Linked DNA regions of Sus scrofa: region 1 is linked to region 2. The links are chromatin contacts, called in public HiChIP or PLAC-seq maps. All regions are on one chromosome and are shown on one strand. Each heading gives the region's core, a stretch centred on a gene start, on an enhancer-like site or on the middle of the called end of the contact. The rest is flanking DNA. Distances are from core to core; before and after follow the strand shown.

Region 1 (4,182 bases), core at 528-3,027, 1.4 Mb before region 2:
TTTTGATAATATTAATACATTAAGCAATTTTGAAACAAGAAACTAGGGTTATGCTCTTGAAACAGTGTATTGGGAATTTATAAGATGCATTATCTTAGCACTCACAGTTCCTCTTATAGCAATTTTTATAAAATTATTTTTTCCCTTTGTGGTTGTTCCTTTCCATAATATTTATTTTTTAAAGATTTTTAATATAGTTTATTTACAATGTTCTGTCAATTTCTGCTATACTGCCATATTATTTAATAATGTTAATTTTTTTGAAAGGTAAAACCATGACTTAAAATGCAAAAAGAATATGGTTCAAAATTTTATTTAACTCACAAAGAAACCAGAGAGTAGAAAAAGGGAATTACATAATCAGACACATTAATCGGCCAAGAATACTGAAATGAATGCACTCATGACAAAACTTCCACTGAGCCTCTAAGGGGACAGAATTTTTGTGTCTATAGAAAAAATTGTTTTAGTACTGACAGTATTTAAATAGCTTTCTTAAATCAGTAATTCAAGGGGTGTCTTCAAGATGGAATCTAGACTATAAAGTTTTCTACCGAAGCAAAGTTTTTCTCATATATACGCATTTTTCATCTATATAATACAATTCACATTAACTATGAGATATTAACCAGACACGCTCACCTAAGTTCTCCTTTCCACCACCAAACTTACTGAAATAATAGTCTGTTGTCACAATTTCCTCCCTTAACCATTCATCCAACCCGCAGTAATCTTTTTTCAAATACCTAAACAGTTACAATTACTTTCATCTGATCATATACATTCTTTACAATTGCAATTTTCTTGAATATAGAAGACTAGCTGAACATGTCTTAAAAACTCAACGCTTAAAGAAAATCGGATACTATAGATAGAAGTCTTATTTCAGGGCTGGCTGCAGCTATCATACAATAAGTGAAGGCAGAGGCTTATTTCTTCTATACTGTTATATGTTAGCTTTAATTTTTCACAGCTACAGACATCAGAACTCCTTTGTGAACACTTCTATGCAGTTCAAGAATAAGATCGGACAGAAACTGCAAAAGAGAAAAAAGCCCACTTGGTGACAGAGCACTTAAAGCCTCAATTACCATTACCAAGCAAGGAGGAGTCAGCTCCGGTCACTTCCCCCTCAAGCGGCCAAGGAGCGGAAACTGAAAGCCAGACCAATGTCACTCCAGGGACTGCAGGGATCCAGACAACTCAGCATCCTGGGCTCATTGCCTACCCAGCTCTGATTCTAGCTGCTCTCGGTCGGTGGAACGCCCAGTCCACACAGGCGACCCCAAAAATTCGACTCTGGGGTTATATAACTCCAGGGCTCCCGGCCGCCCTAATTCACCTGCACTCCAAGGTGCGCGCCTCCCCAGTGACTCCAGCACCACTGTCCTAATGCCCGGGTCTACCTACTGTATATCCTCTGGTGGGTAACTCGTCCCCGACAGCCCCTCGGACCAGAGGAACCTGACCAACAGCGGGGAAAGAAACGGCAGGTGCATTTTTGCAAAGAATGAGGAGAACCAACCCTCTCGGTCCGCACCCCTAACCTGGGCCGAGTCCGTGCGCCTCCCGCCGCTCCCCCGGCCCGCTCTGCCCCGCCCTCCCTTCCAGCCTCCGTCCCGCCTCTCACAGCTCTCTGGCGGTCCCATCCGGGCGGCAGGTGCGACGGGTTAAGTTCCTCGTGGAAAGCAGCCGAGTCGCATCGCCTGACAACCTGTGCCAGCAGCTCAGTGGTAAACGCGAGCCGAGTCCCAAGAGGCTGGAAGGAGCAGTCGCGGGAGCCCGGGGCTGCAAAACACGGGCTTCCGCTCCCGGCAGGCATCCGCCAATCAGAGCCTTGCTCTGACGTCATTTCCCCTCGAAGGCAAAAGGAACGTTGGGCGGAAGAGGGACCTGGAGCGGACCCGGAAGGGGTGGGCCCAGTGGGCGGGTCCAATCAGCCCAGAACCTCGTGGAGGCCCAGGTGCGTGCAGTGGTCTCGCGGTGGCAGATCGTCTTTGCTCCGCTCCTTTGGTTTGTTTGGTCCTGACTGAGGCCTTCGTGGTGCCAGTAGCAGACAAGCCAGGGGAATTTGGGGGCCCGTAGCTAGGGTGGAGGGGAACCTGAGCTACTGCGAGCGCTTCACTGCTGTCCCGGGGGGCCGTCTGCGGAGCCTGAGGCTGGCGCGTGCGGTGTCGAGCTGGCTGACCCGGGGCTTGCAATGCTCGCCAGAGGATGCTCCCGCAGCGTGGTGGGTGTGAGGAATCCCCACCTCACTCTCTCCTGACTGAAGTCGTGGTTTAGGGGCGTCTGACAGGTTTGTTACCGCGGCCCAGCCTTGCAGCGCATCATAGAAGCATGTTTTGGGGGGCTGTGGGTTAGGAAGCATGGATGTTAGGGGCTCAGAGTAGCGTTATCTCGTGAGCGCTATCCAAAAAGCGTCGAGATCTGTGCACGTTAGATACAAGTGACCAGTTCCAAGTTATATGGAAGATCATTGAAGTACTGAAGCATTGGAAAAGCTTCAGGAATTAGACTAGTCCCGAGGGAAGTGGGCCTCAGAGGATAACACTAATTAAAATAGGTAGATAGGAGAGGAATATCATGAAGGCAAGGCACAGCACAAGGAGGGTAACCAACTAGCCTGACAGGAGAAAGGTTATGTGAGAAATAAAGAGGGATAAATGGGTTGAGTTTGGGGGAACTGAAAACAGTTTCGCTTTTTCAAGGGCTTTGGGATAGTGCATCTGATAAAATTAGGTCGTATTACGACTTTTAAATGAAAAACCTGGAGGCGGTGGTGCTGCATAGAAAATTGGTGCAGGAACCCAGTGATTAAGCCACTGGAACAGAAAGTTGTGGAAAGAGGGAAAAGAATCCTACTTCAGACAGGACAGAGGGTAAGAGAAGTAGTTTAGTGGTTTAAAGAAGAAAATTTGGAGTTTGACGGGATTGTAATCTGGCTTTGGCACTTAAAACCAGCTGAATGACTTTGGGCTAGCTGTTTCATTCTATGTGCCTTGTTTCCTAATCTGTAAAATGCAGGTAGTAACGCACCTATCTTGCAAGGTTATTGTGAATTTTTTTTTATACTCTTACAGTATGCTAGATGCTTTTTTAAAGTGGTTTACATATATTAACTCGCTTAATTAACTTAATTACTATATGTAATGAACTATGTGTTTACTCAGTTATATACATTTAATGTATTAGGTAGCATATAGTAAGCACTCTTTAAGCGTTGGCTGCTTAAATAATATTAATTAGCCAAAAATTATGACAAGGCTGTGATCCCAATAGGTTGGAGAGCTGTGTGTCTTAGTGTCAGAAAAAAATGAGTAGGGTTCAGGAAGCAGGTTGGGCATGACTTTATACATGTTTAAGAGTGATATTGCAAGATATTTGGATGAGGATGTCTTCATAAATTCTTGAAATTGATAATTAGTATTCACACATGTGGGGAGGACTGAATAGAGATGTGGAGTCCCTGGGCCTAATCTCCAAGGAAAATACTGTGGTAAGTAGCCAAAGACTCCATGGAAACCAGTTATAGGGCTGGAGGAGTAAGAGGAAATGGAAACGAATTGATCCAATGGCCGGGTTAGATGCGAACTAGCATATATAGAATGGATAAACTATAAGGTCCTACTGTCAAGCACAGGGAACTATATTGAATATCCTGTGATAAATAATGAAAAAAGATATAACTGAAACACTTAACAGCAGAAACTTAACATTGTGAATCAACTACAATAGTTTTTTTTTAAATGGCCTAGGTTGTATTATCGCTATGTTAATAGTATCTTTCCTTCACGTTTAACTGGCTTTATGTTGGTTCCTATGAGAAGAAATGAGGCCAGTAAGTGATGATTAAAAGAAAATGTTAGCATAGAGTTGGCATTGAGTATTTTCCAGTTAAAATAGATGAAAACACCAGGTTGTAATCAGAAAGAGACCCTGTGGTGTTAAACAAGTGAACCAACAAGAACACAAAAAGCTCCAAAAAAAGGCTGTAACTTCTGTTTAGTATTCTTGTGGTTTTTAAGTTGCACAGGTGTTTTGGGGAATACTTTTCACATTTCCAGACCAAGAGCAGACAAATTTAACTTATCTCCTTCACGTGTTGCCTCTTTTACCCATAACCAAATGTTTTCAGTGAATTTGATTTAGTGCAGTTTTTAACCAAACCAAACATGGGCCGCT
Region 2 (3,700 bases), core at 45-2,544:
CGCGCCCTGGGCCCCGCCCCGCGGCGCGCGCCCAGCCAGTAGCTCCCGAGGGCGCTAGTCCTGCGCCCGGGGTCCCTAACTGCGGTGCTGCCTCTGAGCTGTCGCAGTGTGCGGGAGGACTGCGGTGGACCAGGGCTTTCCTTTAGAAATGAGGAAGTTGGGGGTGGCTTCGCTTTGGCTTGACTCGGGTTTTGTTGTTTTGTTTTGTTTTTTGTTTTTAATAGATTTTTTTTTCTTTTTTCTTTTTCTGTTTTGAGCCACCGGAATCCTGCTGGGGGCGGATGAAAGAACTTGACTGCTCACCAGGAATTCAGGTTCCATAAGATCTTGGCGCTCTAGCCTTAAAACCAAAAGAGCTGATTGTTTCCAGATCCTGACTTGGGGACATTCCATCCTCCGAAGTTGGCCTTGTCCCAGGCATCTTTTCAAGAAAAGTAATTAAACTAAGAGATTGAGAACAAATTAACGCGAATTAACTATAGGACATGTAAAAACCCCTGGGCTGCTGAGTGAGGAACGTGCTGGACTTTGTGCTTATCTTCCCCTTTCACCTTTAGGATTCAGTTTCCTCGGTTCTACAAAACAGATGTGATGGCCGCTGTATAGTGAGCGCGTGGTGGGGTTAGGGGGTGTGGTGAGGGAAGGAGCCCATTGGACGCAAGAAAGGAACTGGGCTTCCAGACTATCAAGTCTGTACATGGTCCACAGATTCCTGTCCAATTCCCAGGACGCTCGTGGGAAAATCAAGAAAGGGCCACATCGAGGCTAAATGCCTAAAAGCTGTGTTCTCTCACAAGGAGAGCGATCGAAGACTAGGGAATGGAAAAAGGAAAGGAAGAATTCTAGGATGCTCTAAAATGTGTTTGAAAAGTCCTCAGGGAGAAGGTCATAATTACCTATCATATCCATTTGGCCTCTCACATTTCAAAGGCACATGGATCAGAACATTTGGCTGAGGGAGGGTTTCGGTTACATTTAAGAAAAGCATATCCACTGTCCGTTTCTGCTGTAGTTCTCTTTCTTTGGCGCTCCTTAACCACGGACCTAAAATGGGCTGGATTAATGTAAGCGGTAGGATTGATGAGGAGCAGGCAGATCGGATCAGCTCCCTCCCAGAGGTTCCTGTGGCATGTCACTCTGTTGACCCTCTACCTAAAGGAATTGGGCTGTGATCCTCACTTTTCCAGACCCTGCCAATGACTACTCCGTAATGGTTTGCAATCCGGCAACATTCCAGTGAAAGTGTGCCCCTCCAAAAGATAATGGATAATGGTTGTTTGGCAAATCTAGTGACCTTCCTTAGGGTTTTGCTTGGGGAAAAGAAAAAAAAAAAAAAAAAAAAAAAAAAAAAGATGTGCTTACCCGTAGCATTTAATTTTGTTTACTATGCCCTGGCTGAAGCTATTTTCTGCTTTGCTTCTAACAGGGTACCCTCTCCTCCTCCTCCTCCATTTTTATCTTCAGCTCGGGACATCTAAAACTTCATTCACTACCTCCATCCCTTACCAAACCTGCCCCTCCTTTTATTTTGCCAAACCACGTTAATTCGTTACTTTAACAAAGATTTATTTAACACTTACTACATGGTAGTCACTATGCCTGGAGTGGACATTGAAAAGTAAGATACCTCCTGAGTAACTATAAGCTACGTTTTACCCCCAAGAAGGTCAGACTCCAATGAGCCTCACACAGTTACCACACAGTATTTAACAAAGTCATATGCAGAGGTCTGTGTTCCCAGAATGTGGTGCTCTTTCCATAAACTTTTTTTTGTGCCAGTGAGAGCAGAACTTGGACCGAGTGGCTAGAGGAGGGAACTGGAGATAAGAAAATGCAGATAATACATTAGGGACACAGTGTGTGAAATTTGGTTGTGAGGGGTGGGGTAGCTGGGAAGGAAGTGGGGTCTAAGGAGAATTCTCTGTCGGTGGGGGCTTTATTTGTTTTTTTTTTAAGATGAGAGCTCCTTGGGGATGTTTAAATGCTGCTGAGACAGATTTAGGAGAGAGGCAGATCTAGGGTGAAGACAGAGGAGAGAGAAAGGATAAAGGACTAGGCATTCAACAAATATTTGTTGAATTAACTAATTCCTGTTACAGATCATTGCTGAAGATGTGGAGGCTGAAATTAATAAATGGCACATTCCCAGCAAAGATATGCAGAGTCTGAGACCAGACAGAAATGACATTCCTTTCTCCCTGGTCATGGGCCCTCTCCCGCCCTCCCCGGCCTCAGGGGAAGGTAATAGACTAGCGGATAAAAGGAGGGAGAGGAGCCTCCCGGGCTGTTAGAGGATGGATGTCAAGTTTTCCAACTTGACGACAGGTTCCAAAAGCACACAACAACTTCAGAAACGTCTAAACTTTTAAGATTGTGGGTTTGGGTTTTATTATGTTAATAAAGTAAGCAAATATTTTACCCTTGCCCTTTTTTTTTTTTCCCAACTTCACTTTGAGGTAGAATAGATGACTGTTCTCATCCTCACCTTTCAAAGCAGGAAGGGAGCCTGGATAGCTTTGCCTACTTTTTTAAGCTTTCAAGTACAAAGTGGGGTTTTCTTAGCCCCACAAGCATCCATCTCACCTCTTAGCATCTTTGGGAAAATAACTCCCTTCCCAACACTTAGTCTTTGTGGTTTAGGGAGTGGCAGATTGTGGTGGGTACAAGATCAACACCTGCCTGTGTGTGTGTGTGTGTGTGAGAGAGAGAGAGAGAGAGAGACACAATCACAAGCAAATCCTTACACTATTGTTGATCTTGCCCAAAGGCCAAGATACCCCTAGACTTTTTAGTTGTATGGTTACATGAGCCAAAACATTCCCTTTGAGCTTAAATTATTTTGAGTTAAGTTCTATCTCTTGCAGCCAAGAGAGCTCTATGTGGCTGGCCATGGGGTATTGCAGTGCAGATCCTTAGATGTACGATTGGCTAAGCTGAGGAAGGGTGAGAGCAGAAAGGATCCCTCTGTACCAGGCTATAGAATTGGAAAACACTTGTGGTGATCAAAAAACTGAGTGAAGTGTTCCCATTGTGGCTCAGAAGTAATGAACCTGACTAGTATCCATGAGGATGCGGGTTTCATCCCTGGCCTCACTCAGTGGGTTAAGATCTGGCGTTGCTGTGGACTGTGGTGAAGGAAGCAGACACAGCTCAGATCCTGGGTTGCTGTGGCTGTGGCCTAGGCTGGCAGCTGTAGCCCCAATTCAACCGCTAGCCTGGGAGCTTCCATATGCATCAGGTGCAGCCCCCCCCCCAAAAAAAGGCAAAAACAAAACAAACAAACAAAAAACTGAGTGAAAAGTCTCAGACCCAAGCAGCATTTCTAGGGTGGAGTTTTAGAAGTCTTGGTTGACACACATCAGGATTTTAGAAGATTTGGGCTACTTGCAGTTTTTATAAATGTTCTAAAGAAAGAGACCTGTTGATGTTGAAAGTGGCCTGGGTAGAAGCAGTGAGAAAGGAATTTCAGGCTGGCTAAAATTGCTCTTTCTACCTCTAGCTAGCAAACTCAAATGATCAAGTCAGATGTATGGAGCCAGGCCAGGTTGGAAAACTGAAATCCTCTGCTCTTTCCAGAGTGACAGCCAAGGCATGATAGTAAAAAACCAAACCCAACCCAACAAACAAACAAAAACTGATAATGGAAAGACTGTTTCCAGGGTCTACAGCAGACTCCTCCTACTGTGCCATTCCTATCTAA

Evidence for each region. HiChIP or PLAC-seq counts read pairs in DNA pulled down with a chosen protein or histone mark.
Region 1: a contact with region 2 is called in an H3K27ac HiChIP or PLAC-seq map of alveolar macrophages. The contact joins the promoter of GDAP2 here to the promoter of ZNF697 in region 2. A contact is called at or near these places in 1 of 5 promoter capture datasets (liver) and 2 of 2 datasets of contacts at active chromatin or transcription factors (alveolar macrophages and skeletal muscle).

What each region holds. Positions count from the first base shown.
Region 1 is chr4:102,876,338-102,880,519 of Sscrofa11.1, reverse strand. GDAP2 (ganglioside-induced differentiation-associated protein 2) reads right to left here and starts at 1,777. Exons shown (of 14, transcript XM_021090826.1): 1 at 1,631-1,777. It overlaps WDR3 (WD repeat-containing protein 3), which reads left to right and starts at 1,884. Exons shown (of 27, transcript XM_021089970.1): 1 at 1,884-1,963.
Region 2 is chr4:101,517,846-101,521,545 of Sscrofa11.1, reverse strand. It overlaps ZNF697 (zinc finger protein 697), which reads right to left and starts at 1,294. Exons shown (of 3, transcript XM_013988104.2): 1 at 1-1,294.